2 separate regions of the Rattus norvegicus genome follow, and region 1 is linked to region 2. Evidence: chromatin contacts called from public Hi-C data. All regions are on one chromosome and are shown on one strand. Each heading gives the region's core, a stretch centred on a gene start, on an enhancer-like site or on the middle of the called end of the contact. The rest is flanking DNA. Distances are from core to core; before and after follow the strand shown.

Evidence for each region. Hi-C and Micro-C count contacts between places; a contact is called where the count stands out from the background.
Region 1: a Hi-C map of the Rat2 cell line shows a contact between it and region 2, with 8 times the contacts expected there. The contact joins two enhancer-like sites. A contact is called at or near these places in 11 of 12 Hi-C or Micro-C datasets (the A7r5 cell line, the Rat2 cell line, Schwann cells and 6 more).

The regions. Positions count from the first base shown.
Region 1 is chr12:39,603,173-39,610,009 of GRCr8, forward strand. No RefSeq gene overlaps it. Among named protein-coding and RNA genes, the nearest start is that of P2rx7, 12 kb to the left of the region's middle. Within about 2 kb of position 2,144, at least 15 of the 93 cell types and tissues checked have an H3K27ac peak or open chromatin away from gene starts, as enhancers often do.
Region 2 is chr12:39,504,277-39,511,938 of GRCr8, forward strand. It overlaps P2rx4 (purinergic receptor P2X 4), which reads right to left. Exons shown (of 12, transcript NM_031594.2): 6 at 5,274-5,354; 7 at 5,022-5,163; 8 at 4,791-4,927; 9 at 3,001-3,094; 10 at 2,846-2,911; 11 at 2,357-2,452; 12 at 1,162-1,894. The coding sequence ends at 1,868. It also overlaps a transcript of Camkk2 not described here. Among named protein-coding and RNA genes, the nearest start is that of P2rx4, 15 kb to the right of the region's middle. Within about 2 kb of position 4,010, at least 6 of the 93 cell types and tissues checked have an H3K27ac peak or open chromatin away from gene starts, as enhancers often do.

The sequences.
Region 1 (6,837 bases), core at 894-3,393, 97 kb after region 2:
AATAAGAATGGCCCCTATAGGCTCATATTTGAATGCTTAGTCACAGAAGAGTAGAACTCTTCGAAAGTCTCCCATTCTCCACCCTCTCTTTGGATCAGGATGTAGCTCTCAGCTGCTCCTCCAGCACCACATTTGCCTGCTGCCGTGCTCTCCACCATGACGATAATGGCCTCTGAAACCATAATCATTAGTGCTTTCTTTTATAAGCGTTGACTTGGTCACGGTATCTCATCACAGCAAGACAACACTGACTGACTGTGCCTTGCTTCCCTTTCCAGCCTCAACCTGACATCAGTAGACTCTTGTGTCGTCAGACTATTGGCTGGCTAGAGGCTAGTCATGACTTCTCTATGAAGAATATGAATAAGGGGGGCGGCGGGTGGAGAGATGGCTTAATATTTAAGTGCACCGGCTCCGTCTTTGAGTCACTGTGTGTGGCGCTGCTCTAGGCCAGTTCTTTTTTTGCAAGGATGTGTTTGAGTGACCGTTCTTCAATTCTTTGGGGGTAAAAATCTAAGAGCAGGATTCTTCCATCACACTCTCACCAGCACACGGCATGTGTTCTAAAGACCTTCTTTCTACCATTGCTTCATCATGGTTTGCCCAAAACATACTTTAGTTTAAACCATGGTTTTTCCTTTTATCTTTTCTTTTCTTTTCTTTTCTTTATTTCTGAGACAACACCTCCCTTTGTAGACAGACTGGAGGGTTCTGGAACTTTCTTTGTAGACCAGGCTGGGATTTTCTTCGGTTAAAAAAAAAAAAAAAAAGCTTATGTCTATTCGAGTGAGAGCATGTGGTATTTGCCTGTGTGCCATAGCGTGTATGTTGAGGTCAGAGAATAATTTGTGGGTGCCATTTCTCTGCTCCCACTATATGAGACCCAGGAAGTGAGCTGGCTGCTGTGTGCCATTTCTCACTGAGCTGTCTCAGCGAGCTCTTACGTAATATTACCAGTACCAGTCACCATGATGGTTTGCCTCTTTTGTATTTTGGTGGTAGAATCTTTACTCTGGAGCTGAACTCAAGAGAGTTCAAGTCTGGCATCTGTGTTTATTGACTGTTGGACCCCAGACAAGTGTCTTGACCTCTCTGAGCTTTGGTTTCCCAGCCTACCTTACAAAAGATCCAAGATAGGTGAGCACCTTTAGGCCCAGGGGCAGCTACTGTGGTTTATGTAAAATGACAAGAATTCCAGTCAGTCTGAGGCATGTCTTAGCTTCTTTGTCCTAACCAAAGCAACCCAAGAGGGAATGGGTTTATTCTGGATCACAATTTGAAGGCGGGTCCATGATGGCAGAGAAAGTCAAGGCAATGGGAGCTTGTGGTACCAGGTCACATCACATCCACACTCCGAAAGCAGGGAGATAAAGATGGATGTGTGCGGGGGCTGGGGAGATGGCTCAGTGGTTAGGAGCACCGACTGCTCTTCCAGAGGTCCTGAGTTCAATTCCCAGCAACCACATGGTGGCTCACAACCATCTGTAATGGGATCTGATGCCCTCTTCTAGTGTGTCTGAAGACAGCTACAGTGTACTCATATACATTAATAAATAATATTTAATACATTAAATAATAATATTTAACTAATACTGGGCACCAGGAGGAGGAGGAAGAGGAAGAGGAGGAGGAAGACGGAAAGGAGGGTGGGGGAGGGATGTGCTCAGGCCTGGGAATAGGTGCCATCCGAAATGGGAAAGTGTGAGCCAAGTTAGATAACCCCACCCCACCTCACCCTCGTGGATATGCGTGAATGTATGTATCTGTTGCAGGTGGTTCTAATTTATATCAATTTGACAATTAACACCAGCCATCACAGGTAGCACAGAAGATATAAAGACAGACAGAGACAGTGGTAGAGCGCTTACCTAGGAAGCGCAAGGCCCTGGGTTCGGTCCCCAGCTCCGAAAAAAAAGAACCAAAAAAAAAAAAAAAAAGACAGACAGAGACAGAGAGACAGAGAGATCGATCCCAGACTGTTTGGAAAACCCTGAGAGCCCGAGCAGAATACAATATATAGGTTTCTTCTCTCTCTTGTTACGCAGTTAGTCCCCAATTCAACATTCGGTTTGCTCAGTCCAAGGATAGATAGATAACTCTGTGCCCTTGACTGGCCTGTTGTCCAGAGGCCATGGGCATGGCCAGCAGGGGGCAGCAATGCACTAACATTCAGTATGGCGTCTGCGCTGCTTTTGTCTAACCCTGGAGGGGAAATCTGGTGAAATAACGCAGTATGTCTCTATTTCCAGATAAGGTTATTTTACCCTCAATGCGCACTGGAACAAGGTCTTCCCACTGGATCGAGATGAAAAGGTTGAGTCTCCAAAGCCTAAGAAACGTAACAAGGCTCTGTCTAAACCATAGACTCATAGGCTCACAAGCGTCCCAAATTGAGACCTGTTGGGAGGCATGACTGCCGTGTGTCTGCGCTGCAGAACATTGATGACCTTTTACCCGTTTGATGTCTCACAAAGCTCTTTCTGGGCCGCGACACGAGAGAATTTGCATCTGAATTCCCAGTTTATAGCGAGGGGCGGGGGTCCCTTAGACTCGCCTGCTTTGGGTCTTGACTTAATCTCAGAGGCTAAAAGCGGATTCTCAGGATCAGATCGGAAGCGGAATAACAATGCAGTCTAGACGGTCTGCAGCAAGTTGGTTTATTTTAATTTTATGGGTGTGTGCACCTGTGCGTGTGCACTGTGCTGGGAATTGAAGTCCGGTCCTCTTCAAGAGCAGCAAATGCTTTTAACCACTCTCCAGCCTGTTCGTTTTTAGTTATGTGCATATGTGCCAGTTTGTGTCCCGTTGTGCATGTGTGAGTGCAAGTTCCCCTGAGAGGCCAGAAGACGGTGTGGGATCCCCTGGAGCTGGTGTTATAGGTGGTTGTCACACACACACACACACACACACACACACACACACACACACACACACAGAGTATAGGTAGATACTGGGAACTGCGCTCAGGTCTTCTCTAAGAGTAGCAAGCGCTATTATCCGCTGAGTGCTGGTCCCTTGTACATTGTTTTGATGCGGTAATACAAGACGATTTCTAGCCAGGTATCAGTCCTGTCTTCAGCTACCTATGCGGGCTGCTTCTCTGTCTCAGCGAGCCTGCACCAGCGGTTAACGATTCCTTCTAGAACTGGAATCCCTTTTGATCAACCACAGTCCTCAGAACTATCAGTGGAACTCGGCACCAGATGCTGCTACCCACCACCCTCTGCTGCCCACTCCCTGTTGCTGATGGCTGTTTGGCCAGTTTTGCATGTGCCATGTCTTCAACAGACGCCTGGTTTGTAGACGATGATGTAATAGAAAAGCTCAACTTAAATTAGCTTCAACATAAGGAACCTGTAACTTGGATTTAACAAGCAGATGGCCAGGTGGTGCGAGCAGCCATTCACCCACTTCCAAGGGTCTGGAACACATTTGCTCTCCGAGACATTTCATTGGCTAGAAGCGTGTCACATGACCCTGCCTAAACCAATTACAAGCCGGGACAATGAGATTGCCAGAAAGACTTAGACCAGGTCTAAGTCAACCAAGACTTGGTTTTGTGGGAAGGCAATTAGTAGTGTCTTGGTGATCCCTGGTGCTGTTACTCTAGTTTACAGGGAGCAACAACCCGTTCTGATACTATGGTCCCTGCCTTCAGAAGGGAGGGACTACGAGAGAACCAAGTCCCGGTCTTGGTCGTCTCCCATTACCGGTGCCTGGGCTGTTTATACCAGGCTTTAACTTCCTTTACGCTGTGGCCGCTTGTCTCTTATGGTGGAAAATTTTGGCAAGGAAGGAAAAACCACAGAACTGATTGCTCACGACCCTACCATTCAGAGATGGCTGCTGTGCTACTGACAGTCCCCGCTCCCTAACCCACCCACCCCTGCCCCCAACCTCAACCGTTTTCTAGAGATTGAGGTTTAGGCGCCTTTCTTCTGGTCTTCCCATTCAGCTCCAGCGCTGTATTATGTGGTTCAAATTCTCTGTGTACCAGTTTCAAGGAGACCCAGGGAGGTTGAATCCAGGAGGCTCAACATGGATGCAAAAGTCCATTTGAAAGAAGAAAAAGCATTTAAGGGTGACCTTCCCCAAAAAGAGGGCTTGCCTCAGGAGCACTGTAAGTAGCAAACATTTTTCTGTTTTAATAAGAGAACAGCTCATCCAGCATTCAGTCCCTTTCCTGATAACATCAGTCAACCGTCCTTGAGAGGAGTTATTGTTAATCCTTTGTCCATTCCTCTAGTTCTGGCCTGTTCCCCGATTTCTGGTGATAGGCTCCCAGAAGGTGGCCACATGACTACATCAGGCCAATCAGGACCAAGGAGGTTCAATTTTGTTTGTTCAGACGGTCTGCAAGCGGCAGTCCTGTTGGATTTGAAGCTAAACAGGATTTGAGAGCTGTCAATTATCTTGCCATTATGAATATATTGGTTGCTTATCTATAGGGCCAAGGGGATGGAGATGTGTCTCAGGAGCTCAGGCGCTCAGGAGCTCAGGAGCTCAGGAGCGCAAGGCCCTGCCTCATTAGGGTTAAGGTAAGGGTAAGGGTTAGGGTTAGGGTTAGGCTTAGGGTTAGGGTTAGGGTTAGGGTTAGGGTTAGGGTTAGGGTTTGGTTAGGGTTGGGTTGGGTTAGGGTTAGGGTTAGGGTTCTGGGTTGTTCCCTTGCACAGAATCAACCCAGTGTGGTGTGGATGCCTGTAATGGCTTCACTTGGAAAGTACACACAGGGATATCAGAAGTTCAAAGTTGGGGCTGGAGAGATGGCTCAGTGGTTTAGTGCACTGATGCTCTTCCAGAGGTTCTGAGTTCAATTCCCAGCAACCACATGATGCCTCACAATCATCTAAATGGGATCTGATGTCCTCTTCTGGTGTGTCTGAAGACAGTGTACTGATATAAATAAAATAAATCTTTTTTTAAAAAAAGTTCAAAGTTGTACTCAGCTACGCAGCAAATCAAATTGTCATTTATTCTATGTGAGTTTGTGTTTTTGAGATAGGGTTTGTTGGTGTAGCTCATATGGTATTGAACTCATGGTCCTCTTGCTTCAGCCTGGTGACTACCGGGAATTCAAGCGTATAACCCATCACTACTCTGTTGCCTATCTTTGCATACACAAGTTTTAGTTAATTTCTTTCCTGTGGGATGTCAGAGCAGCTCAGCGGATAGGAGTGCTTGCTACACAAGCCTGTAAGACCTGAGAGAGTTCCGTCTCCCAAAACTCACAGTGGAAAGACAGAGCCAGCTTCTAAAGGATAGCCCCTGGCCACACATGTATGTTTAGCATGTGTGCTCCTGCACTCAAACACATCAGACACACAATAATTATAAGCGAACTAAACACTTCTGTCTTGTGCAGCAAAAGCTCGAATCCATTTTGTTGCTAAAAGTAAAGGGTAGGGGGGAGTATCAGGACTAAGTCAGAAGGGGCTGGCTGTTCCGCGGGCCAACCAGCTGTGCGAGCACCAGTTCTGCTCCTCCCTCCAGGTTCAATGCTGGGAATTAGGGGAAATAACCCATACCTTTGGGGGGAGGGGTGGAAGGAGTGACTGACTCTTTGTAGCTGACAGCGCCTCATGGATGTGATGAGAAATATAAATGTAAAAAAAAAAATTCTTCTGAAATGTCAGGGATAATTTTAGAGATCCCAGAAGGGCGGCAAATCGGAAAGTAAACACAAGCACTGCAGGAGCTAACAGGCCACGGGAAGAAGTGAGGTGACCGTAGGGATAAGAAAGCTCCCCAACTTCCTATTGGTTCCTTTTTGATCTCCTTCCCTTACAGTGAATGTAACCACTGGGCCATGCTTTGTGACTGCTAACTCCTGTCTCCTCCTGGGATTCTGATTCTGAGAGCGCTGTCACCTCCAAGTTCTTGCTAAAGCCACCCTTTCACTCTCCTGGGGACCAACCTGTGCAGCCCTTCTGCTGCCAGAACTGTGATTCCTGGTACCTGTGTACCCCTAGCAGGAGGCCAAATGCCTTTGGTAAACTGATGGCAGGCAGAGGCTCCACCCACCCTCTCCTTGCCCCGCCTACTATCCCTTCCTTCTTGGTTTCAGGTGTTTGAACACTCTTAGTCCCTAAGCTGGAACTGCCATTTTAGAAGGCTGTAGAAAATCTAGGCGGTGGGGCGTGGCTTGAGGAAGTGCGTCACTGGAGGCGGGGCCTTGAGATTTGATAGGAAGATCCTTCTTCCTATCCAATCTCTTCCTGTTTGCAGGTGCAGTGTCACCAGTTGCCTCACCAAAATAAACTCTTCCTCCCTTAAGTTACTTCTTGTCACGTACTTTGGTCATGGCGACAAGAAAAGAAAGAATATGAACTTCTGACCCTTCACAGCTCCCTTCCGGGTTCGTTCCTTCCTTGCTTCTTAGAGGATCCAAATGGCCAGAGCCCCTCTCTTCGAGGAGTTGAGCTCAGGGAGGGTTTCAGTCATCCAAACTCATGACCGTCCGTTCCTCAAGAGACAGAGTTCTACTCTGTAGTGATTAGGATCACAGGTTTAGGATCAGGGTATGAAGGCTACTCGCGATCACGTGACCCTTAGGAGCCTCTTCGCTCACTCTGCACCTCCTCTTCCCCAGCTCCTCAATCAGTGATTCTCAGCCGGGGACAGGGCTTGGCATCTCCTGTCCCCAAGACATTTGCCGTCAGATGGAGATAACTCTTCGTCATGATGGGTCCAAAAAGAAGCGTGGAGGAGAGGTCCGAGATAACCGCTGAACATCCAACAGTAACGAAAGAGCCCTCCGCAACAGGCAAGCCAGCCTCAATGTCTACCATGGCCAGGTTGAAACGCCCTGTGTTAAACGGAGATATTCCTGGGGGGTAC
Region 2 (7,662 bases), core at 2,760-5,259:
CCTCTGTGTGTGTGTGTGTGTCTGTCTGTCTGTCTGTCTGTGCACGTGTCATGGTTGCCTGTGAAGGAGAGAGGCAGAGGTCAGATCCCCTTAGAGGTGGAGTTACAGTCAGTTGTGACACCTCTGATGTGTGTGCAGGAAATCAAACTCAGGTCCTCTGTAAGGACAGCAGGGGCTCTTAACCACAGAGCCATCTCCCGCCATGATGTGACTCTTACAACAGCCCAGCAGTGGTGATGCACGCTTTTAATCCCAGCACTTAGAGGCAGAGGCAGGCATGAGCTCAGAGCCAGCCTCGTCTACAGCTTGAGTTCCAAGATGGCCAAAGCTACACAGAGAAAACCTTTCCCCAAAAAAACAAAACAAAACAAAAAAGCCACACAAACCAGAGTTTTGTTAAAAACCATTTCATAAGCCTTACCTCCCCTAACCTCAGCACATTTTTTAAAAAGATTTATTCATTTATTATATATAAGTACACTGTAGCTGTCTTCAGATACACCAGAAGAGGGCATCGGATCTCATTATAGATGGTTGTGAGCCACCATGTGGTTGCTGGGAATTGAACTCAGGACCTCTGGAAGAGCAGCTGGTGCTCTTAACCACTGAGCCACCTCTCCAGCCCCCACCTCAGCACATTTAAAAACAAAACTTCTTGCCAGAAGCAGTCTGAGCTCTCCTGAGTATGGCAGGCTAGCCCACCGTAGAATTTACCGCAGAGGCTGTCACAATCAAATACCGACAGCAGGAGGTGCTCCAAGGCGAAGAGCCTCTTTAGAGATGGTGGAGGGTGCAGTGCGGGATGTTGAGTGCCCTGTGGGCCAGGGCAGGACAGAGGTGGCATGTAGGTACAGCCAGACAGCCAAGGCAAACTTTGAAAGGTAAAAGAAGACCTACATCCTGCTGTTGTGAGGGACAAGTTCTTCTGGTCACTCATTTATCTCAGGCAGTGACCAAAGCAGTGGTTAGGGACTCTAGCTGCTCCTAGAAGTGGCCCTCACTGCAAGACCATGCATATACACCACTTCCTACCAGGCAGATACACACAAAGACCTCCCACCCCAGCCTGACCACTTCTTTGGTGACTCCATTTGTACATTGACAACTTTCATAACAGAAGGAGGATCCGGCTCACACGCCGAGAGACAACAGACAAGAATCTTTAAAAAATTATTTCTTTTAATGTTTGGTCCTAGGTCATTTCAACACAGCCCTTATAAAAGGAAAAGCTAACCCTGCCTTTGCTACAAGGACAACTTCTCTGATTATAGGGAAGAGGAATGGTGTCCCAGGCCTGCTGACAGCACCTGAGAGAGCCTCCTTCCTTAGAAATAAAGTGCGTGGACAGAGCCTGGGCCTGTCCGTAAGCCACAGCAGTGTCTCTGCTCTCAGACCCTTCCTACCTCCATACGCTCACACTGTATAAGCCACAGGTGGCCCAGCCAACAGCACACCAGACATCCACCGTGCGTCGTGTGCAAACGACCCCCCTCCCACACACAGTGAGATTAAAAGGGTGTATAGGGTGGAAGAACGTCTTGCGTCTGAGGCCAGCCTTAGATGTATACAAAGGAAAGGTAAAATGTAAAAAATGCCAAAACTCCCATGGGAAATGGGCATTGCAGTGAACATGTATGATCCCAGCATTCCTAGAGGCAGAAGCAGGAGGATCTTGTATCTGAAGCCCATCTGAGCAGCAGAGCAAGAACCGGGCTCAACAAGACGTGCTTGGGCAACCCTGAGTATTTGTGGAGTGGAGAACTGAGCTGAAACTCTGGAGCTTTCTCTAGAGTGACAGACGCAGTAGCCATCTCTCCCCATCTTTCTGCTTCGCGGGCTGAGCGGGGTGGAAATGTAACTTTAGGCGTCACTGGTTCATCTCCCCCGAAAGACCCTGCGAAGAGGAGAGAACCAGTAACTACCCAGCCTGTGTTGCCACCATGTGCCCAGCCACCGACGGATGGCGGACAGCAGCTTGGTGCTTTTCCTGAGGGCTTGTGGAAGGATCTGGAACAACAGAGAGGTCTCGAGTTGGTTCTGGAGGGTCTCACAGTAGGGTACAAACCCCTCGTTCCGCAAGAGGAGCGTGTGCACGGTGTGGATGGAGATGCTGGCCTGCTGCCCACTATCCCAGTCAAGGTGTGACTGCGGTAAGTGCAAGGTGAAAGACAGCTGGGTTTTAGAGAGGGAGCCCAGCTGAAGAAAGGAAATACATGCTAGCACAGGTGTAGCTGGGGTGATCAGCTGGCCGGTGCCAGCCTTTGTAGGGGGGGGCCTTCGCTTGGTGGTCTCCATGGGGACAAGAGACAAAGGCAAGGTGTCGCACTTTGCGCCCATCCCGGGTACAGGAGCCTACCTGCTCGTAGTCTTCCACATACTTATATTTCTTGTCCCGGTAGTAGTATTTCTTCTTCATGCAGTAGAGGACTATGACGTCACAGAGCACCGTCGCCTGGTTTAGCACAGAACGAACCAGGGTTTTTGTTTTAGCCGTCGCTTTCTTTTTTTTTTTTTTTTTTTTTTTTTCTGGAGCTGGGGACCGAACCCAGGACCTTGCGCTTGCTAGGCAAGCGCTCTACCACTGAGCTAAATCCCCAACCCCTAGCCGTCGCTTTCTAAGACCCCCTTCCTTGAAGGTCTAATCGACCAGGGAGGAAAGGCATCTCCATTTCTCTGGATCAGACTAGACTCTGACCGAGGGGCTTGGTCTCAGAGGTGGGGTTTCTAGGGAATCTTCCTCCTCGCCCCTAGAGGCATCCGGTGTAGTCAAGTCTAAGGTTTAGGGGACGGACAGTGCTCACTAAGCGGGAAAGGCCCAGACGGGGAAACAACTCTAGCCACTCACCACCCCGAGGAGCGCCAAGCCAGAGCCAACATTGATCATGGTAGGGATGATGTCAAACTTCCCAGCCTGCGCAAGACAGGAGGAGACGGGGGTGATGATGGAAAGGAGGACGGTGGGAGGCTTGCTCTCCAAGCGGGGCTCAAAGGAGGGCCCACCTTTCCAAACACGATGATGTCAAAGCGGATGCCGTACGCCTTGGTGAGTGTGCGCTGCTCTTTGCCGGCCAGGTCCCTGTAGTACTTGGCAAACCTGGAGGCAGAGACGGGAGGGGATGGGGAGACCGTTAGACCCAGGTCCCCGGGCACAACTGGTCTTGGCTAATGGGCTGCTCTGGTGGCTTCACAGACACCAAGCACCGCGGGCCAGCCTCCCGGTTAATGTGAGGCATGTGGCAGGAGGGACCAGGAGCCCTCTTGGAGGAGCAGAGTGACTCCCCTTCCATTAGCATCCTCCCCCAGGATGGGAAGCCTCTTGATCTGAATGGCTTTTCTGAATCCTGCGTACTAACAGGGAACTCTTCAGCCAGTGGGGATCTGCAGGACTGCATTGAAGGATGGGGACCGAGCCAGCCCGGTCGCTTGCCTCAGCCTGGAAGCTTGGCTCCAGGTGGGATACGCCATGCCTCAGGGCTCCTCTCTGGCTACCATCTGCTGGGTGGGTTGAGATACACAACTGAGCTGACATAACAGCTACACAACCCACCCTCCAAGCTACAGAGTGCAAGCCAGGGAAGTCTGTAACCCCAGCAGTCCAGGAACTAAAAGGTCAATCTGTCTTAAATAGGCAACTACTCGGTTTTAGATCCTCATTAGCTCCGGAAGAAAGCTCGCCCCAACTGCTGTTCTGCCAGGCCCCAGCCTTAGTGAGCATTCTCCAGAACCTCAGGCCTGAAGCCTGGGGTTTATGTGGTCCACAACTTCTATGTTATGGTCCAGGCTGGGGACCCTCAGGGGAGACTGGTGCGGGCAGAGGCGAGGGGCTGGGAGTCCTGTGGGATCTGTCAACTTCTCAGCTCTAGGATTCCAACCCAAGCTGGAGGTCTCCACAGTGGTCCCTAAGAGCCCTGCAGGAACAGGGATGGGACAATACAAACCTGACCCCCGGAGAGGGTTCGAATAGCTAGCTGCCCTAGTCTTCTCACTACCGCACGCAATGTTGATACCACAAGCTACCACTAGGGGGAGTCAAGGGCAACTTTTAAAACCCGACCTAGCAAATGCTCCTTAACTCTACACAGGATTTGACTGCTTTTAGAAAATGGCAAAGGGGCTTCTCAGGCCTCTCTTCACCTTCCCAGGGTCTCCTGGATTTAATAGTGTCCCTTCTCAAGTTCATCTCCACCTACGGCCCGCAAAGGTGACCTTATTTTGCAGATGTAGTGAAGTCGTGCTAGATTAAGGTTGACCCTAAATCTCATGTACAAGAAGAGAGACTAGGCCAGGTACACCTTCAACCCAGCACTCAGGAGGCTAAGGCAGTCCTATTTCTGGAGTTTGAACCAGCCTGGTCTACACAGCAAGTTCCTGGCCATCCATAAAAAGGACAGAGAAGGCAGATGTGGGAGTGCATACCTCTGGGGTGATGGTGGGGGTTCGGGATTTCAAGGTGATCCTTAGCTACACAGAGGGGGACATAAGGGGGAAGAAAGCCACATGACCACAGAGGCAGTGACACATGCATAAGCCAAGGGCTGCTAATAGCTGCCAAACACTTGAGGAAGGAAGGGTCTGGCCATAGAGTTTACAGCAATGCAGACTACAGGCTTCAGGTTTCAGAACTCTCAGAGAATAAAATTCTGTTCTTTCAGGCCATTCCGCGTTGTCTGTTCTTAGGTCCCAGGGAGACGGATAGGGCAGCATTCTCAGACGGCAGATTTGAATGCAGCTCTCACGGTGCAGCCCAGGCTCGACCCACATTTGTTCGTCCTCCCACCATGTGGGTGTACCTGAAATTGTAGCCAGGAGACACATTGTGTTCCAGGTCCCGGGTGTCCAGGCGCCGGAAGGAATATCTGGGCAGGCAAAGGGAGGCGGCTCTATCCAGGTTGCAGTCCCACTTGATCTGGATACCCATGATGCCTCCCTGTGGGGGAAAGCAGGAGAGAAAAGCTAGGCTTTCAAGAACTCAGGCCCATGCTGGGGCCAAGAAGATACGAGAAGCCATGTTGGCCACCTACCTCAACTGCCATCTCCTGGAAGCTATGTCCCGCGTCCTCCACGATTGTGCCAAGACGGAATATGGGGCAGAAGGGATCCGTTTGAGCATTGTAAATGCACGATTTGAGGTAGGACGTGGTGATGTTGGGGAGGATGTTCCTCCTGAAGTCAGGGAGGAAGCAGAGAGTCTGAGTGAGGACAACCTCAGGGGGAGAGCGAGCCTGAAGTTCTATCGAGAGGCTTGAGAACGCACGTGCCCGGCCCCCACTTACTTGCTGAAGTTAAACTTGGGGTACCAGATGTTGTTCTTTACCAAGAGGGTGAAGTTTTCTGCAGCCTTTAAGAAAGCCGGCCTGGAAGAGAACTGTAATGGTTATTATATACGCGTGCACGGCTGTGCAACCCTTCCCTTCCCGACAGTTCAGTGCCACTCTGGCACGGAGAATGGGAGCGTCTGGCATTTTCTATTCTCTTTTGTGTCACACTAGGTCACCAGGCCTTCCTCTGAAGGGGCAGAACTTCCTGTCCAAAGTGTTCAATGGACAGGGTGCTGGCTGTGACCACCGTGACTCCCCCAGCAGCTGCTGGCCTGTTTGCCTTTGAAGGTGTTCATGGGTTACGGATGCTTGCTAGATCTGGTTTTATAAGTCAAAACACAGAGGAGTTCACCAGCAGGGACATTCTTGCTGACAAGGAAACTGTGCTGCCAGAAAGCTCGAAAAGGTGCCACCTCAGCCTGCGGCTGACAATACAAGGTGAGTCTGTTCCCAAAGCGACTCGTTTTGTAAGAACCCAGAAGGGTCGGTCTGACCCCCTCTGTGGAGGAGGCCTCATCTGAGGCAGATGAGACCTTTGAAGTTATAAATGTAGCTGCTCATTTCAGCCACGCATCAGCAGCAAAGCCACCAACGGCCACTTGACGAGGGGAGCTGAGCGGGACACTTCTGATGCTAAGTGAGGGCCTGGAGCTGGTTCAAACTTGAAGTCCCCATTCCTTATCCAGAGGGAGGAGTCACGACAGGGTTTTTCCATTTATGTCATTTTCTGTATCGTCCCCCTAATACTGGTGTACCCTATAGGCAGCTCTTTTCTTTTTCACAATGAAGTGAAATTCAACTAAAAAGCATTAGCCATTTAAAAATGAGCCCCTTCAGTCCGTTATGGCTGATATCTGCTCTGCCAGCACTGGGAAGAGTGAGCCAGGAGGGTCACCTATTCGGAGGAAGTTCTTAGGTGAACCTGATTCTTTTTAAAGGCAAAGTAATATTCCATTGTATGGGCATACCACAGTTCGTATGCATCCATAAAAATTGGGCTGCTCTCAATTAACTCCCAGAGAAGTGATGTTAAAACTTGTAGTTAATAGGATTGTCTGTGCAGGGTGTGTGGTCTGGATCTGATTCTTAGTAAGATACACAAATCAGGAGGTGATAACCAAGATATCCCAAGTCAGGGTTTCCTCCTTGACTCAAAGGAAGGGACTGAATAAGAAGGAATGGAGACATCTCCTTTAAGTGTCTCTGTGTGCATGCAGGTTTTATGTCTGCATGCATACCTGGAGGTATCTTCCTCAGAAACACAGTCCATCGCTGAGACAAGGTCTCTTATTGGCCTGGAGCTCACCAGTCAGACTAGGCTAGCTGGCCAGTGAACCCCAAGCACACCTCTACAGCAGGAGGCTCAGAAGCCTGTGCCACAGGCACCACCTTTTCGTGTGAATTCTCAGACCTGAAACAGTGCTGTCTGGTCTAAATACATTATCAAACACAACTTTAGCCATGTGATTTCTTCTCTTTCCAGTGTTTAGATTTTTGGAGACAGGGTTTCACTGTGTAGTCCTGGCTGTCCTGGAACTCTGTAGACCAGGCTGGCCCCAAACTCATAGAGATCCCATCTGCCCTTGATGCCTGAGTGCTGGAGTTAACGGCGTGCGCCATCACCACCCAGTGTGATTTCTTATTTCTTTGGATGGAGTCTCCATAGATCACCCAGACTGGTCTTGGACTTGCCACCCCGCTGCCTAAGCTTCCTGAGTGCTGGAATCCCTGGCACGCACCACCATGGCTGTTTCTACACCACACTTCAAGTTTTCTGGAGGCCACATTTACACAAAAAAATTAACCCTGTGTTCATGCATAGAGATCAGACGACCAGTGCAAGCTGGTTCTCTCCTTCAACCATGTGCGTTCTAGGGCTAGAACTCGGCTCAGCTGCAAGTGGCCTTTTCTGCTGAGCCACCTTACTGGCCTGGCGGACCAGGTTATATTTGTGTGTGTGTGCGTGCGCGCACATGTGTGTGTGTGTACGTCTGTGCATGTGTGCATGCTTGTGTGCGTGTGTGTGCATTCCTGTGTGTGTGTGTGCGCACGGGTGTGCGTGTGCGTTGTGTGTGTGTGGGGAACAATAACAAAAGCAAGCCTTCAAGAGACGGCTCAGTGGTTAGGGGCTCTTTCACCTGAGGTCAGGCAGACTGCAGCTGCTTTTTTTTTTTTTTTTTTTTGGTTCTTTTTTTTCGGAGCTGGGGATCGAACCCAGGGCCTTGCGCTTCCTAGGCAAGCGCCCTACCACTGAGCTAAATCCCCAGCCCCCCGCAGCTGCTTTTAACTCCAGATCTGGGTACTGCAGGCACTTGATAGATATACACATGTAATTTTTAAAAAG